Regions from separate parts of the Mus musculus genome. Here region 1 is linked to region 2. Evidence: chromatin contacts called from public HiChIP or PLAC-seq data. All regions are on one chromosome and are shown on one strand. The core of a region is the stretch at or near the end of the contact, and the rest is flanking DNA. Distances in the headings are between cores, read along the strand shown.

Region 1 (6,415 bases), core at 3,881-6,380, 200 kb before region 2:
AAGCAGTCAGTCTATCTACTTGGATATAAACTATTTTTCTTCCTTCTTCTAAGTTTGGGATTTAGTGTTACCATGTCTAGCTTTTGTCTTCTTTTTCAACATAACAAACAGACTTGGCCAGTTATTCGATCAATAAATACCTGCAACCTTAGATTTAGGAATTTGAAATTGAGAGATAGAATATTGATCTTTTTGTCACAACAAAAGGTAAAAATAAAAATTGAGGTGATTTAAATTTATATAAACATATCTGTTTGAAAATAACTAAGGTATTAATTAATTTCCATTTTACAGATAATGAAATTGAGTCTCACAAATGTTAAGGCAGTTTAATTTTTCTTATATCAATTATTTGATCCCAACAACTTTCAGAAGTATGACATAATCTCTTTAAAAATACTGTTTTAAAAACTATTTCAACATTTCCTAGATTTGCTAATTGAAGGTGCCAATTAGTTTTTCTAAGTCACATGAGGGAAAGCTGCAATGTGAAATTGATTTCATTTTATAAAAATTAGAATAAGATGACATTTTGCTGAGAGTGTGCTTTGCTTGGAAAGCTAAACTTTATGATAATTTGCATAACTTTCATGTGTATCTAGGGATTCGGGGAGCACATTCAGGAAAACTTGCAAAGATGAAAAAATAATCCTGCCAATGTCAAGAACAGAGGCTGCTCTTGTATTCTGCCATAGCCTTTCATAGCTCATTCACTGAACTTGGTCCTCAACCATGCGGCAATCATGATTTTCTGCTGACCCATCTATCTTAGCCCCTAATTTCTTTCACTCAACAGCCATTCCATGAACCCCAGCCATACTATGGCCACACATGCAGATGGTTCTCACCTTGACACTGTCATTTTATAATGCTGTCACTCATGGCAGTACAAACGTCACAGGTGAAAATATGCATGCAATAGACATCATAATTGGAAGGTCAAGTTCTAATCTTTTTTCTGTGTTAGCCATAAATATTGTGAACTTGGTTTACAAAGCTCACTTGTAGCAGATCGATATATGATCATGGGCAGAAACAAGAAGAACTCTATAGGGTACTCTAGTCAAAACATTACTTGAGTTTCTAAACACTTTATTGTAAATCAAACTTCTGTTAGATGATCTTGTCCAACTGTAGGTTTATGATTCAGAGAAGCTGGCATAAGCTACAAAGTTCAATAGGTAAGACACATTAAATGCATTTCCAACATAGGACATTTTCCAGCTTATGATAAGTTTGTTAGAATGCAATCCATGGTAAATCAAGGAGTTACCATTATAAGAAATAATAAGAAAGAGCTAGGATAGAAGGAAGCTGAGAAGGTGTGGTCATGTGAACAGCAGGTCACTCAGAACAGCACAATGGATCAGAGTGATAAAGGAGGAAGATAGAGCCTGGTTCCAAGAAATTTGTACAGCATAATCTTTGTGTTTGTATTTTATACCTCAAGCAATTGATGAACTCAGAATTAGGGAAGTAGTCACTTGGTGTTTTTCAATTCAGGGATCTGGAGTGCACATGAATCTGGGGGTGTGGTTGAGTGCTTAAGAAACAAGGAGATCAATAAAAAACTACCATAGTCCTCTAAGTTCTCTCTATATACATGAAGTTCAAAAAAATAGGGGTGGGAGAAGAAATGAGAATACACATGAGAGATGTTTAGTATATTAATCAGCACTTGAAAAAAAAAAGAGTTACAAGGTCCTATAGTTGATTCATCAACTCGGTCAGCATTAAATCTCAGGTTCATTTATGAAATCATTATAGACATATTCTATGTAACCTTCTTCAATGTAGAGACAAAGATAGACACCTGACTCCCAAATAATCCAACTGGTTCTCCACTTTGGAAAGTTTAGACTTGGGAGGCAGAGGGGCAGGTGGATTTCTGAGTTCAAGGCCAGCCTGGTCTATAGAGTGAGTTCCAAGAAATCCAGGCCTACACAGAGAAACCCTGTCTCAAAAAAAAAAATTGATATAGTGACAAAACAATGAAAGACCATCCAGGAGATGAGCATAAGATAGAGTGGCTGCCCATACCTAAACATGGTAAAAGCAGTCTACAGCAAACCAATAGCCAACATCAAATTAAATGGTGAGAAGCTGGAAGCAATCCCACTAAAATCAGGGACTAGACAAGGCTGTCCACTCTCGCCCTACCTATTCAACATGGTACTTGAAGTCCTAGCCAGAGCAATTAGACAACAAAAGGAGATCAAGGGGATACAAATTGGAAAGGAAGAAGTCAAAATATCACTTTTTGCAGATGATATGATAGTATATATAAGTGACCCTAAAAATTCCACCAGAAAACTCCTAAGCCTGATAAACAGCTTCAATAAAGTAGCTGGATATAAAATTAACTCAAACAAGTCAATGGCCTTTCTGTACACAAAGGATAAACAGGCTGAGAAAGAAATTAGGGAAACAACACCCTTCTCAAAAGTCACAAATAATATAAAATACCTTGGCGTGACTCTAACTAAGGAAGTGAAAGATCTGTATGATAAGAACTTCAAGTCTCTAAAGAAAGAAATTAAAGAAGATCTCAGAAGATGGAAAGATCTCCCATGCTCATGGATTGGCAGGATCAACATTGTAAAAATGGCCATCTTGCCAAAAGCAATCTACAGATTCAATGCAATCCCCATCAAAATTCCAACTCAATTCTTCAACGAATTAGAACGGGCAATCGGCAGATTCATCTGGAATAACAAAAAACCGAGGATAGCAAAAACTCTTCTCAAGGATAAAAGAACCTCTGGTGGAATCACCATGCCGGACCTAAAACTGTACTACAGAGCAATTGTGATCAAAACTGCACGGTACTGGTATAGTGACAGACAAGTAGACCAATGGAACAGAATTGAAGACCCAGAGATGAAACCACACACCTATGGTCACTTGATCTTTGACAAGGGAGCTAAAACCATCCAGTGGAAAAAAGACAGCATTTTCAACAATTGGTGCTGGCACAACTGGCGGTTATCATGTAGAAGATTGCGAATTGGTCCATTTCTATCTCCTTGTACTAAGGTCAAATCTAAGTGGATTAAGGAACTCCACATAAAACCAGAGACACTGAAATTTATAGAGGAGAAAGTAGGGGAAAGCCTTGAAGATATGGGTACAGGGGAAAAATTCCTGAATAGAACAGCAATGGCTTGTGCTGTAAGATCACGAATCGATAAATGGGACCTCATAAAATTGCAAAGCTTCTGCAAAGCAAAAGACACCGTCAATAAGAACAAAAAGGCCACCAACAGATTGGGAAAAGATCTTTACCTATCTATCCCAAATCGGATAGGGGACTAATATCCAATATATATAAAGAATTCAAGAAGGTGGACTCCAAAAAATCAAATAACCCCATTAAAAAATGGGGCTCAGAGCTGAACAAAGAATTCTCACCTGAGGAATACCGAATGGCAGAGAAGCACCTGAAAAAGTGTTCAACATCCTTAATCATCAGAGAAATGCAAATCAAAACAACACTGAGATTCCACTTCACTCCAGTCAGAATGGCTAAGATCAAAAACTCAGGTGACAGCAGATGTTGGCGAGGATGTGGAGAAAGGGGAACACTCCTGCATTGTTGGTGGGATTGCAGGCTTGTACAACCACTCTGGAAATCAGTCTGGCGGTTCCTCAGAAAATTGGACATAGTACTACCGGAGGATCCTGCAATACCTCTCCTGGGCATATATCCAGAAGATGTCCCAACTGGTAAGAAGAACACATGCTCCACTATGTTCATAGCAGCCTTGTTTATAATAGCCAGAAGCTGGAAAGAACCCAGATGCCCCTCAACAGAGGAATGGATACAGAAAATGTGGTACATTTACACAATGGAATACTACTCAGCTATTTTAAAAAATGAATTTATGAAATTCCTAGGCAAATGGATGGACCTGGAGGATATCATCCTGAGTGACGTAACCCAATCACAAAGGAACTCGCACAATATGTACTCACTGATAAGTGGATATTAGCCCAGAAACTTAGGATACCCAAGATATAAGATACAATTTGCTAAACGCATGAAACTCAAGAAGAATGAAGACCAAAGTGTGGACACTTTGCCCCTTCTTAGAATTGGGAACAAAACACCCATGGAAGGAGTTACAGAGACAAAGCTTGGAGCTGTGTCAAAAGGATGGACTATCTAGAGCCTGCCATATCCAGGGTTCCATCCCATAATCAGTTTCCAAATGCTGACACCATTGTATATACTAGCAAGATTTTGCTGAAAGGACCCAGATAAAGCTCTCTCTTGTGAGACTATGCCAGGGCCTAGCAAACACAGAAGTGGATGCTCACAGTCAGCTATTGGATGGGTCACACAGCCCCCCAATGGAGGAGCTAGAGAAATTACCCAAGGAGCTAAAGGGAACTGCAACCCTATAGGTGGAACAACAATATGAACTAACCAGTACCCGGGAGCTCTTGTCTTTAGCTGCATATGTATCAAAAGATGGCCTAGTTGGCCATCACTGCAAAGAGAGGCCCACTGGACTTGCAAACTTTATATGCCCCAGTACAGGGGAACACCAGGGCCAAAAAGGGGGAGTGGGTGGGTAGGGGGTTGGGGGGTGGGGGAGGGTATGGGGGACTTTTGGGATAGCATTGAAAATGTAAACAAGGAAAATACCGAATTAAAAAAAATGGTGAAATAATACTGCCAAAAAAAAAAAAAAGAGAGAGTGGCTGGGGTGAAAAACATGAATTTAATAAAGGATCATAATTTCTGCATGACAAGAAAATAAAGAACAAATTACTACTGTTTCAAAAAAGAAACAAGATGTGCCCATCCCACCATGATAACAACGTATTGTATTTGTTGTCAGATAGGTTTCAAGACAACAGACCAAAAAAGCCTATCAAAAGCCATAAGAAAAATTCTGTCGCTACTGTCATGACACTAAATATGGCACAATGAAGTTATAACAACACTTGCCTTATACATGTGACAAATTAAATATTTGCTTGATTTTAAGAAAGCAAACCTTCTGCAGGAAGAGTTGGGCGACCACAGACATTGAATTTGCACGTTTCTATAGCAGCAGTAAATTGCAATGCTCATTTTGGGGTTTGGGGTTTTTTAAAGAATGTTTGTAGTAAAGGAATAACAAAGGCTCTCATTGAAGAAAAATGTAAATGCATATGTAGTGGCCACTATACCACATGAACACAGAACACATGAATGTTGGTGAAACATTTTCTACAGGAAACACAGCACCATTCAGCTAAATCTTACACTGGAAATTTGAACACAAAACTTTTAGGAACCAGAATAGGATGCGTACATGAGTGGAGGGGAAGTGGAGAAGCATTTTCTGTAGAAAAAAAGAATCTACAGGTTAAGCCTAAGTTTATAGGTTATTAGAGCAAAGAGATGACATGAAGCAATCGCCACACACTTCCTCCCCGTGCTACTTCATAAATGTAATCGCTGATTCAAAGGTAATAGTTTAAGTCTCTTGAGAGTATTTAAAAGTTTTCAGTTAATGAACTAATTTTTTTTTACTGAGTCTATAACCATTTTAATACTTAGTCAGAAGACACATGAACTTTGAAGTCCAGAAACTTACCACAAATCGTAACCTTGATATTTCCTAGCTGGTTACCATAAGCAAGCTACTGAGTATCTAAGGGCCATAGTGTGGTAAAACTGAAACAAAAGCAATACTAACTTCATTGGATGGTTCTAAGAATTCACTGCTTTCTGGCTATAGAGAAATACTGAAAGTATCTTGTCTAAGAAAAACACCTGTGCATACCATTATCTAACAAAATCAGCTCAGAGTTGGAAATATGTTGGCAAATGAAATTCATGTATTTACCATCTTTCCTAAAATATTGTGGGAAATTTAGCAAATAATACAACTATACCTTAGCCTCTCAAAAAAATCATATTTTTAAATTCTCCCAGGCTTACACTACCAAAATAGCTAGCATTCTATCACATATTTTTATCAAATCTGCTACTTTTTCTCTATCATTACTTATGGACATTTCTTTTTCTCTTTTCCTTTTAATTGTTGTCAATATTTTTAGAACTAGTATTTTAATTATTTTTAATTTTTCAATGCTGGATATATTACATTGCCTTCCTTTATTCCTGTTTCACTTACTGATCATCCAATTAAATAACAAGGCATGGTACAGTCATGTAGAGTTATGTGGTGTTCTGAATAGACATGACCTCCCTAGGCTCATATATTTAATGAGTTGGTCATTAGAGAGTGGCACTAATAGGATGTCCTTGTTGGTGTAGATGTGGTCTTGTTGGAGGAACTGCGTGTCACTGAGGGTGGACTTTGGGGTTTCAAATGCTCAAACTGGGAGCAGGATCTCTCTTGCTTCTGCTGTCTGCTGACCCAGATACAGGGTTCTCAGATACCTCTCTAGTACC
Region 2 (6,244 bases), core at 1,997-4,496:
TTCCAAGAGCATGGGGGGAGGGGAGTCCCAGGGGCTCAGTGAAGAGTAGAAAAGTCTCAATCTTACTGTCACACATAGAACTTGTAGAGTCACAGATTCCTACCCTTCCACAGAGATGAGCTAGGGATAAGAGACATGTGCACACAGGGTGACAGGACTCATCTGTCCACTTTGAGGATATCTGTTCAGAAGTCCCTCAGGCAACCCAGCAGAAGGAAGAGGGTAGGGAGGGGGTCAGCCTGCTGCAGATGCTGCTGCTCAGGTTCCCTTGTCATATCACTGCCAACACTGTCCCCAAGAATAGGACAGTAGCTTGCTCCCTGACATCTGACATGGCCAAGCAAACCATGGGTCTGCTAAAGGCCTTTAGGCATCGCAAAATGTCAACTGCTGGGACCCAAAGTTTATGTCATACTTTCTGTGACTAGGCAAAACAAAGGACTCAGTATCTGTGACAGGCAGATCCAGGCCACCCAAGATCCTTAAGAATTAAGAGACAAGAAGGCTGATTGGAAGCCCACTCCTTAGCCCTTTGGCTTTGGTATCTGCAGCAGAATTCCAAGTATGCTCAGGTCCCTCATCCTCTTCTCCACATCATAAGGCCAAAGGTAGGGCCATGTAATCTTCTTTGCAGCAAGGGGGGGGTGGGGGGGGAATATACAATGGCAAAGGAGCTTCAACAAAGATAAGCAGTGCCTGGGTAAGGCAGGGGGTCCATCATTAAAGGATGGAGATGGGAGACACAATCCATCACAACAGAGGCTCACCAGTTCTGTTCTCAGTAATTTAGCTTCCTCATCTGGGGCAGCTGGTTGTTTACTCGGACCGTGAGGCCAAATGGCCGCACAGATGTTGCCACGATCAGTCAGCCATGGGTAGCAGATCTTACACACTGAGCAGGAAACAATGAGCCTGCTAGAAAATAAGTGACCATGGATGGATTTCTCAGGAATCCATCCAAACACCATCTGACCACTGCAAATAGATCGGGCCGGTAGACTGGGGCACCTGTAGCAGCTGAGGAAAGCCAAATACCTGGCTGTTCAACCAAGACGTTTCTGAGCACAGGTGTGATGTCAGAGGGTATTTGCTCTCCCCAAAGAAGGCCCTGAAAAAGATCGAATACAGATACAGCTGGATGGTTCCAGGAGGGTTGGCCCAACCTGGCTCCCATCCTTGCTGAATTCTATGAAATCCATCAAGGCTAAGCATGAAAGCATCAGGGACAATCTCAGGACACTGGCTGCCAGGGGTCAAAATGAGAGTCCCAGTAAGTAGCAAGTATCTCTTCGGTTCTCTGACCCTGACTTGTATTCAAAGATAGATAGCAGCCGTGGTTACCTTCTTGGATGCTGAGGAAGTCAACACAATACAGCCCCAGCTCACAGTAGGGGCTTGATAAGCATTTTGTTATTCTCAGTGTCTAACTGCTGTCACTCATTGATCCTCCTGCTTAGTAAGGAGCTTTCTTAGAGAACTGGGTTAATTCTTACCATGGTGAGTGTTTGCTATCCCAGTGCTTGGTAGTTACAAGCAAGGCTGTTCTCACTCTACTATCTCTTCCCACTGCACCCTCTCCGCCTTCCGACTTCTGCCATATTGTAAGGCAGATGCAGTTGCCCAACCATGAACTAACTTCCCAAAGCCCAGAAACACAAACCTAAACAAGCATCTTTGCTTTATAAGTTACTAAGCCTCAAGCACTTGGAGACTTAGACACTTACTGAAAAGGGGCTTGAAAAGAAATAAATAGACCAAGATGTTTGCTTTGTTTTAAATACAAAAGAGGGACAAAACAAAAACAAAAAACAAAAACAAGCAAATAAAAACCAATAACAACAACAACAACAAAACACCAAAGAAATGAACACATTACTGTGTGAGCCAGCACTGAGCACGAAGCAGTAATCAGTCCCACGCAGCATCATGTTTCTTCCCTGGCACACAGCAGTCACTCATTCCTTGCACATATTCCTGTTTTCAGAAGATAGATGGGCTAAATCTTACAGAGCTGTCCAACCTTTTGCTATTGCGATATGATAGTGTCATCTATGAAAGTAGTGAACTGCATTAACAGCTATCGTAAGACTCAAGTGGCCTATTGGCCACAGGTTAGACACACCTGGTTCCAAATGGCTAAACTAGTATCCTGGGTAACACCTAAGGGTGTCAAAGATTTGATCACTAATTGGTGAGGTCATATATCCTTGACTCCCCAGCACAGCTAAAAAAAAAAAAAAAAAGCCATCGAGGAAAAACACCCTCAAGAAATGCAACTCAGGCAGTGTGTGAAGCCTTTCCTCTGCACAGCGGTGACCTAAAGAGAATGGCAGGGACTGCTATCAGTCCCAGTTAGGGCTTAAGAAGCCAAGGCTCAGAAGAGCCATGAACAGAACATTGGGGCTCCACAGAGGAGAAGCTCGGAGGGGTAGGGGAAGGTATAGCTTCTACAAACTGGGAACTGGAAGACGGGATGCTCTCAGGTCAGTGAGGGCCACTATGATTCTATGGAGAAAGGCTATTTGTCCCAAGAACTCTGGTTTCTAAGCCAAGCTCCCTGAGCAGTAGGCACACATGGGGTCAGGGTAACATCATGTGCGAAGAATGGAGCAGATAACAGGTGTAAACATGGTCACTGGTGAAACTGAGGATTCGGTGAAGTGTGGGAGGAAGAAGGGTCCTAGAAGGTCGATGGTGCCGGTAGATTTCCCTGAACCATGAGAAGCCCGTCATCTCACTGTTGTCCACCTCAAACTTTCCTTTTCATACCTACCCTTGCATTCACCTTTCTTTTATAAGAACCTTCCTACCATAGGGGTGTCAAGTGATGAAGTCACCACCCAAAGTAGTTTCATTTCTCCAACCTCAAAACCCTCCTTTCCTGCCGCACACTCACAGCTTGTCACCCAGAACATCAAAGCCATTGCTTTCCGGAAAGCTTCTCTGATCACCTGGGTGACTTGTGGAGATAAAAACAACCTACCCCACACTAGAGATCATCTACTTCCTGCTATGTCTTGGTCAAGGCAAGAGCTGGAAAATGGGGCCAGAGTGTACCAACAAACACTTCCCAAAGAGTTGTAAGGTCCCAACCCAAAAGCACTTTCTACCAAGGGCTCTTGCCAAGGCAGACAGTTGTACCAAGCTATCTCTGTCTTTTTCAAATAGAAACTATAATGGTCTCATGTTCACTCTGTAGAGTCTCTACTTACTGAACTGTAATGACAGCTCATTTGCATACAGGAAAAGTAAGTCAAGCAGTTACACACACTCTGGGCTGTAGTTTTTGGTGACTCACAGAAGAAAGCGTATAGATTATTTCCATTCGGCTCCATCCTCCAATTACTTAAGTGATGGAAAGTCACAGAGCCAATGGGACCCCTGGGGAAGTTCCAAGCTACTGGGAATTCAAACAGTTAATGTAAGTTTAGCAGGGAGTTTCCCGTGGTGCACAGGTGCACCATCAGGTGGGCCGTGATGGAGAGTCCCACCCCTGAGACACCTCGCACCTCATCTCAAGAAATGATCTTCTAGAAAGACAAGGAAATACCGAGTCCCAGGGCCCATGATCCAGGAAGTCACATCTCCAGGTCTACTCTTCCAGGAAGCCAGTGTTGAACCTACCTCATATTATAAACTTCCTATTTGTAGCCATGGTGCACGACTCGTATAAGGAGCTCAGTAGTAGAACATTGTCCAAATAGTAACCACTTGCTGAATGAATAGTGCTTGGGTGAAAACATTCCCTAAATACTGATTGCTTATTTTGTGCTAGGTACCATGCATCCATCATTAAAAACAGTTGCTTGGTACAACCAACTGACACTCAGCTGCCAGCTTCTTTGGAGACAACTTTAGCTGAACAGGGTCAGACTCAAGTATCCTTCCAGGCAAAGCTACATTGTCACTGATCAACCGTCATGCCACCACAATTCAGGACAGTTCTCAAAGAGCATTCTAGTGTGGTCTATGCAGAGCTCTCTCTGAGGCTATGCTATGCTCAGACACCTTCACAGCTTGATGGCTCCTTCCAATCCTGATTCCTTCCATGCGTTTCACAATTGTTGATCCCAATGTACTCCAGAGTAAGCATCCTGCTTATTAACCTACACACTGATACCTGCCTCAGAGAAAAATTCAGCATGTAAGATGCAGGATCTCATGACCCATCTGTGGTGGCCCAGGCCTGTAACCCCAGCATTCAGGCAACTGAGATATGACGATTAGTAATTCAGGCTAGCCTGGGTTAGATGGAAAGTTACAGGCCAACGAGGGTAGTTTTTTATTTGTTTTTGTTTTGTTTTGTTTGTTTTTTTACTTTGTTTATTTGGGTTTTTGTTTTGTTTTGTTTTTAATGATGGATTCTCAAGGCTCTGTGTTATCACATAAAAGCTCTAGTAAGGCAGGTAACATCCCTATAGATGAGGAAACAATGCATCGACAAGAGTATGGGATTCAAGGCTCACAACTATGACTAATGAGCAGGAGCTATGAAAAAGGTTCAGATCTTCATGTTTGTTGCAGTGTGTGCCTAAGTCCTAGGCCATTAGAGTCATACATGGTCTATCTTTGTTCCCCCAGCACACTATTCATGAAATAGCATAAGCAAAACGTTCCTCATGTGATTAGATGATGATTGGATGGACAGAATGTAATGTAATCATATATTTGTTGAACAAGGAAGTCAGCTGAACCTGCTATAGCATAAACGACCAACCACAGTGATTTGACACTCAGTGTGCAAAGCTTGGTGAACCTTTGGTTGTATAATGTGTAGGATTTAATGGCAAAGATAACAACTAAAGAACTCCTGAAAAACTTCCTGGAGGAGGCATGTGTGATTTACATGATTTGAAAGAAGGAGCGAGGAAGATGTACAAGGACACTGGGTTAATAAACCAGGCCTTTACTTTGCTATCCAATGAACAGGACACATGCTTCACACGACAGTCCAAAAATGCAAAGTGTGGAAGAATTCCACAGCCATAGCCTTCATTACTAGATCAGTGAACCATGGTGTTCCTGCGGTCCCTGTGGAGAGGTCACAGAAGGCCACCAACACATCACTATGGTCTAAATCCTCATTCCTATAGTGATGAGAAACTCTCAAGCTCCTGGAATCAAGGAGATGACAGCTGGCAACCCGAGCTTCAGAACTGATGTGAGATTTCCCAAATTAGCCACCCCTTGAGCAGTCCACAGTTGCTTTGGGTGCCTTGGCTTCCATGGTCGTGAAGTAGAAAGAGCCTCGGAGGCAACCAGGAGCTTCTTCATTCTGAGAAGATAGCCATAGGAGAAGCAGAACCAGCCTTGGGAAAAATCCAGACCCTAGCTTCAGTCTCCCCATTGAAAAGGTACGGACACTTGGAGGACCTCCTTTAGTTAAGATCCTAGAGTCCAACTGACCTCCTTTCTGAGGATAATACTTGAGATACATGGGCTATCGAGAAAGGGAAATGAGAAGAGCTTGGGGCTTGTGCAGACAACGGTCGGTGAGGACAGTGAGAGAGGGTGATGTTTGCTTGAGGCAATTAGGAAACAGGTGATACACAGAGCTAAACGAGAAGGGTGTTCCAGAATCCATTGCTGCCTTTAGCTTATTATTATAGCATATCCCTGAGCTGGGAGCACCTCACTAGCCAAATGCCAGGGCCAGAGGTGGCAGTCAGGGGGGACAGTTCAAAGAACCAAAGTCCAGGGCAGACCTTGATGTCAGTATCAGGTAGCAGACGACGCATATCGCAGGGAGGCAGTATAGCTCAGAATTTAGGCAGAGTTCTCGCTACTTCCTTCCTGTGTAGCATCAGGTATACAGAGTGAAGTTTGCCTCTGAGATTGTGGCCTTTCAGGAACATGGGGCACAGACTCAAGCACCTTAAATGATTCAATGAAAACTAAACATAGAACAATCTGTGTGGATTGCCTTCAACATAATGCAGTAAGTGGATGCTAGGGTCCTCAAGATCCCAGGTTACAGGTCTCTCCTGGTGTGCTTTCCAAGTGTATGCCACAAATCCCTAGGGTTCCACACATCCTCAGAAAGTCTTTTCTGGAGATTCCAGAGTGATGAGGCTACTACAGAGACGTAGCGCACTGTTAGCAACACATCTTTCATTTAGCCAGTTAGTCACATGGATAAGGCCTAAGTTTATGTCAGAGGGTTGAGGGCTTTATGAAAGCATGAAATGGGTATCCTCCACTTTACTAATGACTCAAGAAAACCAGGATGTCGCCAACACTCAAC

What was found. HiChIP or PLAC-seq counts read pairs in DNA pulled down with a chosen protein or histone mark.
Region 1: a contact with region 2 is called in a BATF HiChIP or PLAC-seq map of CD8 T cells, with 7 read pairs. The contact joins two enhancer-like sites. A contact is called at or near these places in 4 of 484 Hi-C or Micro-C datasets (B cells, the CH12 cell line and Th1 cells) and 2 of 115 datasets of contacts at active chromatin or transcription factors (CD8 T cells and effector CD8 T cells).

Annotation. Positions count from the first base shown.
Region 1 is chr15:62,365,701-62,372,115 of GRCm38.p6, reverse strand. No RefSeq gene overlaps it. Among named protein-coding and RNA genes, the nearest start is that of Gm41333, 300 kb to the left of the region's middle. Within about 2 kb of position 5,130, at least 5 of the 459 cell types and tissues checked have an H3K27ac peak or open chromatin away from gene starts, as enhancers often do. A contact at or near this core is called in CD8 T cells, where this site is marked.
Region 2 is chr15:62,166,488-62,172,731 of GRCm38.p6, reverse strand. The region is part of intron 1 of Pvt1 (Pvt1 oncogene); the gene reads right to left. Among named protein-coding and RNA genes, the nearest start is that of Pvt1, 130 kb to the right of the region's middle. Within about 2 kb of position 3,246, at least 65 of the 459 cell types and tissues checked have an H3K27ac peak or open chromatin away from gene starts, as enhancers often do. A contact at or near this core is called in CD8 T cells, where this site is marked.